Regions from separate parts of the Sus scrofa genome. Here region 2 is linked to region 1. A link is a contact called in public Hi-C data. All regions are on one chromosome and are shown on one strand. Each heading gives the region's core, a stretch centred on a gene start, on an enhancer-like site or on the middle of the called end of the contact. The rest is flanking DNA. Distances are from core to core; before and after follow the strand shown.

Evidence for each region. A called contact is a pair of places that touch in the nucleus more often than the background predicts.
Region 2: a Hi-C map of skeletal muscle shows a contact between it and region 1, with 3 times the contacts expected there. The contact joins the enhancer-like site here to the promoter of DNM2 in region 1. A contact is called at or near these places in 10 of 47 Hi-C or Micro-C datasets (alveolar macrophages, embryonic fibroblasts, fetal heart ventricle and 3 more) and 2 of 2 datasets of contacts at active chromatin or transcription factors (alveolar macrophages and skeletal muscle).

Annotation. Positions count from the first base shown.
Region 1 is chr2:69,468,898-69,476,701 of Sscrofa11.1, forward strand. DNM2 (dynamin-2) reads left to right here and starts at 5,116. Exons shown (of 20, transcript XM_021083818.1): 1 at 5,116-5,508. The coding sequence starts at 5,348. It overlaps QTRT1 (queuine tRNA-ribosyltransferase catalytic subunit 1), which reads left to right. Exons shown (of 10, transcript XM_003123209.4): 6 at 1,416-1,554; 7 at 1,807-1,882; 8 at 2,000-2,109; 9 at 2,197-2,284; 10 at 2,374-2,590. The coding sequence ends at 2,526.
Region 2 is chr2:69,513,498-69,521,301 of Sscrofa11.1, forward strand. DNM2 (dynamin-2) reads left to right here. Exons shown (of 20, transcript XM_021083818.1): 3 at 6,688-6,837. Among named protein-coding and RNA genes, the nearest start is that of MIR199A-2, 41 kb to the right of the region's middle. Within about 2 kb of position 3,209, at least 12 of the 83 cell types and tissues checked have an H3K27ac peak or open chromatin away from gene starts, as enhancers often do. A contact at or near this core is called in alveolar macrophages and skeletal muscle, where this site is marked.

The DNA of each region.
Region 1 (7,804 bases), core at 3,866-6,365:
ACAGCTCAGTATGCATGGATATATACAAAAGTAGAAACCAAGGCTTCCTGAAGAATTTATCTTTGTAGGTGAGATGCTCTCTCTGGTATTTTCTGTTCTTTTTCATTAAAAACAAAAACAGGAGTTACCATCGTGGCTCAGTGGTTAATGAATCCAACTAGGAACCATGAAGTTGTGGGTTCGATCCCTGGCCTTGCTCAGTGGGTTAAGGATCCGGTGTTGCTGTGGGCTGTGGTGTGGGTCTCAAATGCGGCTCAGATCCTGCATTGCTGTGGCTGTGGTCTAGGCCATTGACTACATCTCCAATTAAACCCCTAGCCTGGGAACCTCCACATGCCGCAGGTGCCGCCCCAGAAAAGACAGCAAAATAAAACAAAAAAACCCCAAAAACCTGAGGGGGTTCTCTTGTGGCACAGTGTGTTCGAATCCAGCCCCTGGCATATGTGGCCTGGGGCCAGCGGTTTTAACTCTGCCCGCCTCAACCAAGTTCAGATCTGCAGTCCCCTTTCTGCAGTTCTGAAGCCTAGTTGCCCACTTCTCATATCCAGAACTTGCAGGAATTTGCAATTCATTTGGTGGCAAGATTGGACCTTTGTGGTTTTTTGCCCCAGTTATGAGCCTTTATACATTTTGCAGTAGAAATGTTACAGTGTTTGATGATGGGCTGTTGTTCAGCCTGTTGGATGTTCACTGGAAAATTCTGAAACACGTCTGGCTTCATCTCAGTTTTCAGCTAAGGAAGGGTGGGCCCTGGGCTTCTCCTGAGGTGGTTTTTTTGGTTTTTTTTTTTTTGTCTTTTTGCCATTTCTTGGGCCACTCCCATGGCATATGGAGGTTCCCAGGCTAGGGGTCCAATCGGAGCTGTAGCCAGAGCCACAGCAATGTGGGATCCGAGCCATGTCTGCGACCTACACCACAGCTTATGGCATTGCTGGATCCTTTAACCCACTGAGCAAGGTCAGAGATCGAACCCACAACCTCATGGTTCCTAGTCAGATTCGTTAACCACCACGCCATGGTGGGAACTCCTCTCCTGAGGTTTGAAGGAGAGGCTCTTACATGCAGCGGGCACTCAATAAGCGGTAGCTGAGGACTTCCCTTGTGATGCAGCGGGTTAGGGACCTGGTGTTGTTATTGCAGCAGCTCCAGTCGCTGCTATGGCTGTGTTCCACCCCTTGCCCCTGGAGCTTTCACAGATAAAGCTGTAGCTAAGATCACTAGCAGCTCCCACACTCTCTCTCTCTCTCTCTCTCTCTCTCTCTCTCTCTCTCGCTCGCTCACTCTTTCTTACATTTTCTGAGGGCCTGTGGAGGGGAGGGCAGGGTCTGCTCTCAGGGCAAGGCGGAAGAAGAGGAGGGGGCTGAGGTCTATCTCCTTTTGCCTGGTCACCCCTGATCTTGCCCCTCTACCCTCAGAAATGACCAAGAGGGACGTGCCAGGCTTTGCCATCGGGGGCCTGAGTGGGGGCGAGAGCAAGAGCCAGTTCTGGAGGATGGTGGCACTGAGCACCTCAAGGCTGCCCAAGGACAAGCCCCGATACCTGATGGGGGTCGGGTATGTGGAGGGGAGGGGAGACAGCCCTGCCTATGGGAAGTGGGTACCTGGTGACCCCTGCCTCTGGGGAACTGGTGGGGAGGACCCTGCCCTGCCCAGGAGGGGACCTAGGAGGACATGGCTCTCTGCTAGGGATGGTTCTGAGGGTGCCGGTCTGGGGGGCGGGGAGTGTGAGGGTTGGGTGTCGGGGTTTGGGGTGTGTGACCAGGGCTTGAGGTTCTCTGCTCCCCTCCCCCACGGCCCCACCCCTAGCTATGCCACCGATCTGGTGGTCTGCGTGGCTCTCGGATGCGACATGTTCGACTGCGTCTTCCCCACACGGACGGCGGTGAGGCCCTTGGCAGGGGAAAGGCCAGCGAGGGATTGGGGGAGCCAAGGTGGGGGTTAGGTGCGTCGGGGGACAACCTGGTTGACAGCCTTCCCCTCCCCTCTGTCCATCCCCCAGCGCTTTGGCTCCGCCCTGGTGCCCACGGGGAACCTGCAGCTGAAGAAGAAGCAGTATGAGAAAGACTTCCGCCCCATAGACCCAGAGTGTGCCTGTCCCACCTGCCAGAAGTAGGGGAGGTCGGAGGCTGGAGGCTGGGGAAGGGCAGGGAGGGGGCCGGACCTGGCTCTGCTGAGCCCTCACCTCCTGACCCCCAGGCACAGCCGGGCTTTCCTGCACACGCTGCTCCATAGTGACAACACGGCCGCCTTGCACCACCTCACTGTCCACAACATTGCCTATCAGGTGGGCCTGTGGCTGGGATGGCTGAGGCAAGGTGGGGGATGGGAGCCTCCCCTGTGCTGGTGGCTGATGCTGACACCCCTGCCCTGCAGCTGCGGCTAATGAGTGCTGTACGCACCAGCATCGTAGAGAAGCGCTTCCCTGACTTCGTGCGGGACTTCATGCGGACCATGTATGGGGACCCCACCCTCTGTCCCACCTGGGCCACTGAAGCCCTGGCCTCTGTGGGAATCACCCTGAGTTGACCCCACTTGGGAGAAGGAGGGAGGGGATGGAAGATATTGAAGTATGTGGTGCTTTTTATTATAACAGAGTGTGTCTGTGTCTTCTTGGGGAGGTGGCCTGTCTTGGTCCCCTTCCTTATCTGAGTGTCACTGGGGCCCATGTACCCCCATCCCGCCATTGATGATAATAACAAGTATCCATAGCAGCAGCTGGTATCCAGAAGTCCTGTATGTAGGAAAGTGCAGCATGAGGGAGTTTCCCAGGTCAGGGATGGAACTTGTGCCACAGCAGTCATCAGAGCCACTGGAGTTACAGTGCTGGATCCTCAACCCTCTGAGCTACCAGGGAACTCCTATTCTCTTCCTTTTTATAGGTGAGGAAACAGGTCCAGAGAGGGGGAAGTCCAGAAAGGGAGAAGGCTCTTTGCCTTGACTCTTCAGACCTGTGGCTTCATCTCATTGTCAGTAAACACAGCAGTGATAGTAAGTGTGATCTAGCAGGCACTTAGACTGAGCCTGGCACTGTTCTCGGTGGTTGTCAAGTGTATTTAATTCATTTTACAGATGAGGAAACTGAGGTTCAGAAAAATTGAGTCACTTGGTCATTACTACCCAGCAAATAAATAGACCTAGGATCTAGTCCAGATATGGCCAGTTACAGAGCTCTTAGAAGGTAAGGTTATTTATTTATTTATTGCAATTTTTTTTTTTTTTTTTTTTTTTTTTTTTTTTGGCTGTACCCACAGCATGCGGAATTTCCTGGGCCAGAGATCTAACTCAAGTTGCAGCAGTAACCCAAGCCACAGCAGTGACAATACTGAGTCCGTAACAACTAGGCCATCAGGGAACTTCTGAAGATAAGGTTTAAGTAAAAAAAAGTAGCACATTTATAGCATCTACAATTTAAATATCATAAAGAATTCAACTACATTTATCAGTTTGTGTATTCTTCCAGAAATTTTCCACCTGTACATTATTTTCGTGAATGTTGCCATCCTTTACATGCAGTTCTGTACCTTGCTTTTCTTCCTTTTCTCAGTGTAGCTCAAATTGTTTATATGTCACTACATGAAAACTTCCTCAATCCTTTTTTTATAGCTGCTACATAGTATTTATTTCATGAGCTCCATGGATGGGCAGTTAGGATGTTTCCAGGTTTCTGCCATCATAGTCAAGGCTGCAGTGCCAATCATTTTGGGCCATCTTTTTGCCTGTCTCTGAGACCTGGGTCTTGGGTCAGGGAGCAGGCCTGTAACTTTGGCCACTCTGCCATCCTCTTACTCATTTTTTCTTCTTTCCCCTGTTACTGCCCTGCCCCCTCAGCCCACTTCCCCACCTCCTTTGCTCCTGGCTCCTTATTGGGCTGCCTCTGGCCTATCTTTGTCCAGAGGAATCAGATCACTTCTGTTAAAGTCAGTCCATCTATTCCCGGCTTCCTTTTTTTTTTGGCTGCACCGTCAGCACATGGAAATTCTCGGGCCAGGGATCGAATCCCAGCGACAGCGTCATAGTTGCCACAGCGTCAGAATTTAAACCCACTGCGCCGGCTGAGGGACCGAACCCTCGCTGCCACAGAGACAAAGCCAGATCCTTAACCCGCTGTATCACAGCCGGAACTCCCCCGCCTCTTCCAAGTGGTCAAGAGTCCCAGTTCCCAGAATCCCCAGCGTTGCCTGCAAAATAATAGGGGAGAACTTTCTGGGGAGAAGTTCCGTTGAGTTTCATTGAGTACTCAAAAAGATCCAAGATGTGCTAAAGTTGAAGAATCAGAGGAACGACGTTGGAGCGTCAGCTGCATCAACACAGGCGTCATCAGACGGTATTCCTACGGGAGGACACAGCATTCGCCAGGGTCTGGAGGCGTGGGAGCTAGCGAGGCCGAGCTAGCCTGCTTCTCCCTAGGAACCACTAATCGCCTGATTCTCACCTTCAAAGTGCACTGGGTCCCCGCGCAAGGAGCTGATTTGTGAGCTCACGGCCAAGACGCATTCTGGGACTTGTAGTTTTTTTTAAGAGCCGAGGAACTCAGGCGTGACCATCACCACTGGGTCCACAAGGTGGCGCACGTTGGCGAGTACTTTGGGTCTACTCTTTGCTTCAGAAGACTAGCCGACCTACGACAATCACAAGTAAGCGCTTGTGATTCTTTGATGGACAGATACATCGTCCAATTAGCGTCAAGATTCGAGGTTAAATCCCACCCTCTTGATTTGTTGGCTGACGGAACGGAGTGATATTTATATAAACCAATGGGAAATTTTTAGGGAACTAGGTAGAGTCGAGTGACAGATCTGTGTTTAAGAATCGATCCTTAATATCACTGGCCAATTTTGTTGACTGGCCGGTCTCCCTGCCAATAAAACTGGCGGATGGGCCTGCCATCCGGGAACTCCCCCAATGGGCGGGGCTAACATGCCTTTTTCCGAAACACCGCCTCCCGGCCTGAACAACTCGCTTCACGCTGCTATTGGCTGTTCTACAATAGCGACAGTTCTCGCGTCCAATGAGACTGAGAGAAAGTCCCCGGGGGGGAAGGTTCATTCAGCTGTAGGTCCGTGCCTCCCTTTCACTGGCTTGGGTGCACGAGCGACAGCGCGGCTGACCAACCGGGGGTGGGGCGAGGGCTTTGGGCGCAGCCCCAGGGCCCCGGGCGGGAGGTCGCTTGGGTCGGGTGTCGCCTGAGAACCGGATGAGGCGGCGACCGTGAGGCCGAGCCGGGAGCGGGCGTCGCGCCGAGGCCCGGGCGGACGGGGAGCAACGGCCGTGGACGCCGCGGGGCCGCGTCGTTGAAGGCAGGGGCGGGTGGGGAGCGCGGGGCGCTCGGGCCGGGGCCACCGGCGCCATGGGCAACCGCGGGATGGAAGAACTGATCCCGCTGGTCAACAAGCTGCAGGATGCCTTCAGCTCCATCGGCCAGAGCTGCCACCTGGACCTGCCGCAGATTGCCGTGGTGGGCGGCCAGAGCGCCGGCAAGAGCTCAGTGCTCGAGAACTTCGTGGGCCGGTGAGCGAGCGTGGCGGCGACGGCGGGCGGGCGGCGGCCTAGGGCGCGGAGGGCGGACCGGGAATGGCGCGCCCTGCGCCGCCGGCGTAACTGCGGCGCTTGCGTGCCCGCGACGGGGACGGGGACAGGGAGGCGGGCCCTGTGGGACGCCCTGGGCGGAGGGCTCCTTGCAGGAGGTGGGGAGCCGGCCCAGGCTAAAGGGGTATCTCATGGGCGAGGGCCAGAAGGTGCGGTGGATTTCTGCCGATTCTCTGGTCCTCAGCTATAGTGGGTGAATTCTACCATATGGTTGCCTGTGTGTCAGGGGCAGGTTCCCCTTCCCTGTCTGTCCGAAACCTGTCACTTAGATATCCATTGGGCCGACCCCTGCGGTCTGACTGGCTGTTCATTTATCTGGAGCAGTTCCTGCCGTCTCGTTGGCTGTCTCTCTGTCCTGGATAGGCTTCTGCCACCACCACCATTTGGCTGTCCATCTGTCCAGTACCGCAGAGCAGCCCCCTGCTGCCTGGCCAGCTATCTAGGATGACCTGTCCTGTCCGGCTGCCCATCCGTGCACTTCACAGACTTTAACACTTATCTCTTCCTCTCTTGGGTTACCTCCAGCTGGCCTCTGCTGTCTGACTGGCTGGCTGACCCTTGGGGACCCTGTTGCCTGGCTCTCCTGGGCTGACTCTAAAGCTTAGTGCCTGGTGAACGCTGGCTCCTCTTTTCCAAGTGGAACCTTTGTCTGTCTGTCCTACTATCTGACCTTCTCCTAATCTGCCTGTTTGTGCCATAGCGGACTGACTGTCTGACCCCACCACTGTGGCAGGGGGTGGTGGAGGATGCAGAGAGAAAGGGAGCTGAAGGGTGAGACTGGAACTCCTCTCAATTGGAAGTAGAACCCTCGGGGGAATCTTTCTCCAGGACTCTTTCCTGGTCCATGTCAGGGTACCTCCATGGCCCTAGAACATAGGGGCCAGCCCCCCAAGCTAAAGCCTGCAAATGTGGGGGGCCCTTCCTGGATCCTGGGAAGGAACTTCTTACCTGATCAGGCAAGATCTGGAATACAGCCTTTTTTGGATAGTTCTGAGAAGTCTCAGTTTGGCTCTCTGTCCTGTGGACATATTCCATTCTGTGGGCTGTTTCCTAGGATTCAGGAAGCTAATGGATGTAATTAGGTTCTTCTCTCTCCCTTCCCCCACTTCTTGCCCTTCTGCCTCCCAGATGGGTGGCCACTTCTCTATTTGTCTAGGAAGGACTCCATTTGTGACTGGGGCTGCCAAATGATAATATCATAGTCATTATTATCGTGATTATTGTTGTTATCAGTGTTAAGAGGTAACGTTCATCCTACAGGCCCCAAGCCAAGTTCTTTCTTGTTCCACTCAGAAGACAGCCTGTTTACCCAAGACCACCAGGCAGGAGGAGCTCAGTGGAGCCCAGCTTTGCTCCTGCCTTCCCAGAGGCCTGGGGGTTTTGCTCCCAGCAGCGTGAATTTCCTCCTTTGCTGCTTTGTCTCTGGCGAACTGCCTTCTGTCTACTGTGGCGGAAAGGCGTGGACTTGGGATCAACCAGGCCTGGGCTGAGCCTTGGGCTGGGCTATGGGCCCCCTGCTTGGCCATCTTCCTGCCTGGCCTGCCCAGGCTTCCAGTGGGCATCCGCAAAGCTCTGTCCATTTCATTTGCCTTGTGATCTTGCACAGATTGTTTTACCTCTCTGAGCCTCAGCTGCCCCTCCTAAAAATGGGGTGATGGACCCTCAACAAGACAGTTGCGAGGATGCAGTTACATGATGTGTTGAAAGTGCTTACTTAGCATGGTGCCTGGCACACAGTAGGTCTGTATGAATGGAGTTATTATTCACCAGGCTGATTCCTTTCATATTGACAACAAAAGCTAGTTAGAATTAAAGTGCTCTAGGAGCTCCCACTCTGACGCAGTGGAATTGGTGGCATCTTAGGAGCAATGGGACAAGGGTTCAATCCCCCACCTGGCACAGTGTGTTAAAGGCTCTGGCATAGCTGCAGCTGCAGCTTAGGTCTCCACTGCAGCTCGGATCTAATCCCTGGCCTGGGAGCTCCATATGCTGCGGGGCAGCCAAAATGAAAAAAAAAAAAAAAGAAAGTGCTCTAAAGTTAGACACTGGGGAGTTCCTGTTGTGGCGCAGCGGAAACGAATCCGACTAGTAACCATGAGATTGTGGGTTTGATCCCTGGCCTCACTCACTGGGTTAAGGATCTGGTGCGTTGCCATGAGCTGTGGTGTAGGTCACAGACACGACTCGGATCCTGTGTTGCTGTGGCTGTGGTGTAGGC
Region 2 (7,804 bases), core at 1,959-4,458, 43 kb after region 1:
CTCCTTGGGTTTGATCAAGTTTATAGAGTGATCCACAGAAGTCAGAAACATTTTACTCACTATATTCCCAGTTTATTAAAAGGATATAACTCAAGAAGAGCCAGATGGAAGAGATGCTGAGGGCAAGGTATGACGAAGGGCCTTGGAGCTTCCATGCCTTCTCTGAGCTCACCATTCTCCCAGCTCTTCTTCCTGTTACCTCCCAAGTCATGTGATGGTGCCTCACTTGCCTTCTCCTGGCCTGAGGGGCTGGGCTGAAGGCAGGTTGTCCCAGGAAAACCTTAAAGGAAGCCAGGCTGAGGAACCGTGGCCTCTGTTGTGGGGCTGCTTCCTTGCCCCTGGGGAAGGGGGGCCTGACCCCAGAAGGTGGCAGCATGTGCTTGTCACCTCCCTTCTTGAAGGGCATGCTTGGGGGATGCCCAAAGTGGGGGATTGGCTATTGAGCATACTGGAGACCCACGTGGGAGTCCTGGGAAGAGCAGAGGCCCAAACCAAGTCCCTCGCAGACCCTTTCTTGCAACTTTGGCTTCAGCAGGAGCCACACAGGCATGTGGTGTGTCAGCGTGAGGAGCTCCATGAAGGGTGGGGTGGTGGTTGCCGGAGCCGAGGTGGTTAGGGTGGGCCTCCCTGAGCAGGGTTGTTTAGAGCCTAGACCTGAAGGAGGCGGGGAACAAGTGCTGGGCTGAGGGCAGAACCTCATTCTAGAAAAAAATGACAGGTGCATTCGCTGGCACCACAGGACACAGGTGAGATGCATTCTCTGTGGGCCCCACACCGTGGAATTTGATTGTTTCTTCATACCACCCCAGCAGCACTGGGTTCTGTGCTGTCCTGTTTCATTGTGGGAAAACTGAGGCACAGTTGGCAGTGTGACTCCTGGCCAAGGGCCCACTTTACTCCTTGCTTCTTGCTGTGCTGGTCCCTCGGAGCCCGGGGGCCTGATCACACATAGCTGGCCCTCCTCCCATGAAAGCCCACATCAGGGCTGTGGTGGCGTGCCCTTGCGGCCGTCAAAATGCTGTGCCAGGAGCTGGGAACTGGAGGACTGGCTCTGTTATCTGAGGAAGGGAAGGTTTGAAGACGCTACAGCTGCTCTGGGGACAAGGCAGTCTCAGGACAGGCAGAGTCCGAAGTTGCTTAGCCTAGGCTGCTAGGGACCAGCTGAGAGAGCACTCTCCAGGTGCTGCAGGCTCAGCCTCAAGGCCTCTGACTTAAAGAGACAGTGCGTCATTAAAAAATCATCTCCCACATTTGAGCATTTTCAGGGTTGTAGAGCCCCAGGCTGAACGCTCTGCCCATTTCTCATATTTTCATTTTCCTGATGGGGAAACAGGCACAGAGGGAGAGCCTGGCCAGTGGGGATCCCCCCGCCCCGCCTGAGTCCAGAGATCATCTTCAGGGCATGGGAAAAGGTTGCCACTTGACAGAGATTGTGCTGGCATGGGTCCACCTGTACCCTTGCCCACCTCCATGATCTTGGGGTAAGTTGCGGCTGAGTTGGGCAAGCCACCCCTCCACGAGCTCCCACCCCCACCCCACCCCAAGTTTCTGGTATGTTGGGTCTCTTTTCTGAGCTACTCTGGCACGTGCTGTGACATGCTTGTGCCATGTCCATCCTCCCCATCAGACCAGGAGCTCAGCTCTGTTCTGGGTCTGTGTCATTGAGAGGTGCTTTGGAAAGGAGAGAGGGCAGGGAATACAGCAGATGGCCCCGCCTGACCCTGACCCTGTCCTGCCTCCTGTATATCCAGCTTGGGGGCAGGGGTAGGGTGGGGGTACTAGATCACCTCACAGAATCTGAAGCAGGGCGTTTTGCTTTTCCAGCAGAGTCATTTCCGTCGCATACATTGTTACAGAGCCCCTCCTGGGTGTGCAGAGTACTGTGTCCCTGGGATACAGAACAACACAGATGCAGATTCCTGCCCCATGGGGTGGACCTTTAATGGGGATCAGAGAAGCTACACAGGCTGACAAGGTAAACCATGTTAGAAGGTGATGAGCACTCGGAGGATCCTAAGGATTGAAAGCGGGAAAGAGACTGAGGAGGTTTGTCATCTCACCTGGGCGTCAGGGCAGACCTCATAGAGAAGGAGAAGGTACTGCTCCAGTAGAAACCTGAAGGAGGAGAGGGAGGGGCCCACGAGGGTGTGTGCTAGGCAGAGAAGAGCCAGTGCAAAGGCCCTGAGGCAGGAGTCAGGGGCTTGGGGTGCAAGAAACCCGGGAAGCCGGTGTGGTTGGAAGGAGTGAGTTGAGGTCAGAGTTGTGGGGAAAGGAAATTCTCTAGGGCCCTGCGGCATGTAGTGAAGACTTTGGCTTTGACTGGGGTGAGGTGGGAGCTGTGGAGGGTTTCAAGGAGGGGAGACCGAAGTCTGGCTTTAAGAGGGTCGTGGAAGCCATGTTGGCAGAATCTCTCTCACCTTGGCATGACCTGGGAATTTAGCACATGGTTCTAAAATGATGAGGAGCCCAGTAGAGAAGGCAGGCTGGGGGTTCATTTGTGGTACAGCGGGTTAAGGATCCAGGGTCATCACAGCAGTGGCTTGGTTTGTTGCCATGGCACAGGTTCGAGCCCTGGCCTGAGAACTTCTTCATGCTGCAAGTGCAGGCCAAAATAAGAATGTAGGCTGTGAGGGATGGGCCTGGCTGGCTTCTGGACCTTCCGCTGAACACAGAGGGTGTGTTTCTGCTATCCCCCAACATTCTGGGGAAGAAGTTGTGGCTTTCTAGCACTGTCTCCTCTATATCCCTCACACAAAGGGGTTGGCAGAAGGAAAGGCTGCCAGCACACACTGGGCTCTGGGAGGCCGCATCTGCCAGGTCCTGGTTCCTTAAACACAGTCCAGGGTAACTTGGCTCTGACAGGAGAGGAGGCCCAAGATGCTGGATGGTGTGAAGTCAGGGAAGGCTCCCTGGAAGAGGCAATAGGCAGTCTGGCCCTGGAGGAGGAGGAGATGGGGCCAGGCCTTCCAGGCACCAGACCTGGCAGGGCAGAGATTTGCAGAGGACCGGCCTGTGTCCTGGTCCCCAGCCCATTTCCCATTCTACATTCCCCAGCACTCCTGGAAGGGGGATGGTATCTTGCACAGGCCGAGCCCAGGGCCTTGAGCCAGAAGAGAACTGAGGTTTGCTGTGGGGGTGGAGGAGTGTTCCATTTTTGGTGTCTGCTGCAGGAAGAGCAGCCGGGTATTTCCTCTTGTCCTTTTGGAGGGTTGGAGCAGGGTGACTGTCCTTAGGAACTAGGTCAGCTGATGGGGGTGGAGTGGTTGATCTGCATCCTCCAGGCAGTATCCTCATTGTTCTGCTCCTGAGTGGCCAGTGCCCATGTTGGACAAGATCCTCAGTGATCTGAGCCCACATAGTCCCCCTGACCCCTTCAGCAGAGGTCAGAGAGGTGAAGAGCCTGCCCATGGCCTCACAAAGGCCATGTAACTTGAGAGCCACTACCTGGAGACCGATTATCCGGACTCCAAATCCCAGCTCCACCACTGACCTCGAGCCAGGTCGCTTCACCTCTCTGACCTCAGTTTCCTCATCTGTGATGTGGGCATTCTGGAGATGCCTACCTACTAAGGTGCTGACTCAGGAGGCACAAATGGGACCACATGCAGGGCTTGGCCAGAGGGAGCAAGGGCTGAATGTTGGTCTTAGTTTGGTAGGTTATAGTGGTGGGATGGCAAACCTCCTAGCATTCATTTCTTTCTGCTGTGTTAACACCCCTGGATAGAGATTCTAGCCTGGCCTGGCCTTTCTCTATCCAAGGGCTCTTTCTCTATCTTTTCTTCTGAGGCAGCTGATGGTGTGTCTGTGCTGTGATTTATGTAGCCAGGTCTCCTCCTGCTGGGCATCAAGGCTATTTCCAGCTTTTTACACTTAGAAATAGCACCTCAGTGGACATCTCTGCATCTGTGCCATGGACCAGTTCTCTTTTTTTTTGCTTTTTAGGGCCAGACCTGTAGCATATGGAGGTTCCCAAGCTAGGGGTCTAATTGGAGCTACAGCTGCCGGCCTACGCCACAGTCACAGCATTGCAGGATCTGGGCTTCATCTGTGACTTACACCACAGCTCACGGCAATACCAGACAGATCCTTAGCCACTGTGCGATGCCAGGGGACGGACCTGCAACCTCATGGTTCCTAGTCAGATTTATTTCCGCTGCACCATGACAGGAACTCCTGGACCAGTTCTTTAGGCTGTTTGCCAGCAAGACTTACTTCCCTTTTTTTAGGATCGCTACAAGAGCCATGAGCTCTGGGTCTAGAAGGTCCCCTCTCCCCAACATTTACTATGAAAATTCAGGTATGTGAAAAAGATGAGGAGTTCCTGTTGTAGCGCAGTGGAAACAAATCAGATTAGGAATCATGAGTTTGTGGGTTCCACCTCTGGCCTTGCTCAGTGGGTTAAGGATCCAGCATTGCCGTGAGCTGTGGTGTAGTTCACAGACATGACTCGGGTCCCTCGTTGCTGTGGCTCTGGCGTAGGCTGGCATCAACAGCTCCAATTAGACCCCTACCCTGGAAACCTCCATGTGCTGTGGGTGCAGCCCTAAAAAAGACAAAAAGCCAGAAAAAAGAAAAGTCAAGTCGAGGAATTATACAGTGTACATCTATAGACTCAGCACCTACCTCCCATGATGAGCATTTTTTTCTTCCTGCTTTATCCATATCTGTGCTTTGGGTTTCTCAAGCTTAATGACACGACCAGCATAATCATTAGTTTCTTATTTCCTTTGATCTCAGTGTCAATAACAGTGGCTTCGAGTCACCCCGGGCTACGAGAGGCCAGAAAGCATTTCTCCTTAGGGGTTCACATGTATGTGGGCCGCCCCATGAATAGCCAGGACGGGGAGAGGGACAGCAAGATGGACTTTGGTGAGGCCAGCAGTGGTTCCTGTTCCCCATCCCGTGCAGGTGCCTTGTGGAAGGAGGATAAGGAGTCCCATAGACAAGTGCCAGGGATCTCACTGGGCTAGAGGGTGCTGGCAACTCACAGGCCCACTAGGGCAGTGACTTGTGCCTCTTTTGATTGTGATCCACAGGGAGGGAGATTATACATTACCACCCAGGAAGATTTCACGTACAACAGAAAAGCAGGCAGTTCCCTGGTGGTCTAATGGTTACGGATTTGGTGTTGTCACTGCTGTGGCTTGGGTAACTGCTGCAGCACGGCTTCAGTCCCTGGCCTGAGAACTTCCACATGCCTCGGGTGCAGCCAAATCAAAACAAAACACCAAAGCAGAATCTTTATCAATAATACATCACTGAAGTTCCCGTCGTGGCACAGTGGTTAACGAATCCGACTAGGAACCATGAGGTTGCGGGTTCGGTCCCTGCCCTTGCTCAGTGGATTAACGATCCGGCGTTGCCGTGAGCTGTGGTGTAGGTTGCAGACGCGGCTCGGATCCCTCAGTTGCTGTGGCTCTGGCGTAGGCCGGTGGCTACAGCTCCAATTAGACCCCTAGCCTGGGAACCTCCATATGCCGAGGGGGTGGCCCAAGAAATAGCAAAAAGACAAAAAAAAAAAAACACCACCACATGCTGATGGTGTAGTGATGCATGCTGATATTTGCCTCTGTATCCTGTTCATCAAAAAAGGGAAGGGGGGCTGGTCACACACCTGTTGATTATTGCTTTTTGGTTTGGGTTTGTTTGTTTTGTTTTGATTGTCTTGCCCAAGGCATGTGAAAGTTCCTAGGCCAGGGGTCAAACCCACACCATAGCAGTGATTGTGCTGGATACTTAACTCTCTGTGCCATAAACTCCATGGGTTTTGGGGGTTTTTTTTTTTTTTTTTTTTTTTTGTTATTGTTGTTGTTGTTGCTATCTCTTGGGCCGCTCCCGCGGCATATGGAGGTTCCCAGGCTAGGGGTCTAATCGGAGCTGTAGCCACTGGCCTACGCCAGAGCCACAGCAACGCAGGATCTGAGCCGCGTCTGCAACCTACACCACAGCTCACGGCAACGCCAGATTGCTAACCCACTGAGCAAGGGCAGGGACTGAACCCGCAACCTCATGGTTCCTAGTCGGATTCGTTAACCACTGCGCCACAATGGGAACTCCGGTTTTTTTTTTTTTTTTTTTTTTTTGTCTTTTGTCTTTTTTTGTTGTTGTTGTTGTTGTTGTTGCTATCTCTTGGGCCGCTTCCGCGGCATATGGAGGTTCCCAGGCTAGGGGTTGAATCGGAGCTGTAGCCACTGTCCTACGCCAGAGCCACAGCAACGCGGGATCCGAGCCGCGTCTGCAACCTACACCACAGCTCACGGCAACGCCGGATCGTTAACCCACTGAGCAAGGGCAGGAACCGAACCCGCGACCTCATGGTTCCTAGTCGGATTCGTTAACCACTGTGCCACGACGGGAACTCCCGGTTTTTTTTTTTTTTTAAACTCATAATATGTCATGACCTGTACAAATGCTTTGTGAGGGTGTCCATTTCACAGAGTCAGAATTTTTGCCAGTTTTATACCTTGTGGAATCCCCCAGGTCTAGAAGAGGACTGGATCAGTGGGTTAGCTCCCCTCAAATACTTGTCAAGAAGATGAATCTGTTGCTCCCCAAATTTCTAGAGCACCTGTGACTGATTAAACTTCCTCTGCTTGACAAGGCACCTGTCCCAGAAGGCCATCTGCTCCCCATCCACAGCAAGAGCCCTTCTCTTTCTCATTTTGAGCATCTTTCCTCCCTTTGCAGAATATGCTGAGTTTTTACACTGCAAGTCCAAAAAGTTTACAGACTTTGAAGAAGTCCGACAGGAGATCGAAGCGGAGACCGACAGGGTCACGGGGACCAATAAAGGCATCTCCCCAGTGCCCATCAACTTGCGGGTCTACTCACCACACGGTAGGTAGCAAGGTACCCCTCACGTACGGGGCAGGGGAAAGCTGGGTCGGGTCAGGCTCTCACAAAAAATATGCCCCTTCCCATTCTTCTTCACATGCACATAGCCCTCTGATCTTCGTCCTCCCGCTTCTGTCCGATATGAACATGGCACCGAGAAATCCATCTCAGCTCTAAGAAAAACAGCATGCCAGGGAGACTGTCAGGAGTGGGGCGAATTGCGGCTATATGTTCATTTTATTTTATTTTTTTTTTATTTATTTATTTTTTTTTTTTTTTTTGTCTTTTTGCTATTTCTTGGGCCGCTCCCGCGGCATATGGAGGTTCCCAGGCTAGGGGTCCAATCGGAGCTGTAGCCACCAGCCTACGCCAGAGCCACAGCAACGCAGGATCCGAGCCGCATCTGCAACCTACACCACAGCTCACGGCAACGCCGGATCGTTAACCCACTGAGCAAGGGCAGGGATCGAACCCGCAACCTCATGGTTCCTAGTCGGATTCGTTAACCACTGCGCCACGACGGGAACTCCTATATGTTCATTTTAAAGGCGCAGCGGTGGCTCTGGTTCCAGATGAATGGTGGCCACACAGTGATACCAGCCCAAGGCAGCCAGTCTTTTGGTTCCTGGAGAGGAGCCAGAAAGCCAGAAAAGTCCTGATTTTAAAACTGCATCATTTAAACAGAATAAGCTGTATAAATGTATATGGCCCAGCAGCATGGATTGCCAACTTAGATGGTATTTGGTGAATATTCCAGCCGACCCTTAACACCTCAGTATGTATGGGTTCTTTGTGATGAGTTTTTAAATTTGTTTATTTATTTTTATTTCTTTTCTTTTTAGAGCCGTACCCGCGGCATATGGAAGTTCCCAGGTTAGGGGTTGAATCAGAGCTATAGCTGCCGGCCAAGGCCACAGCAACAGCAACGGAGGAGCTAAACCTCATCTGAGACCTACACTACAACTCATAG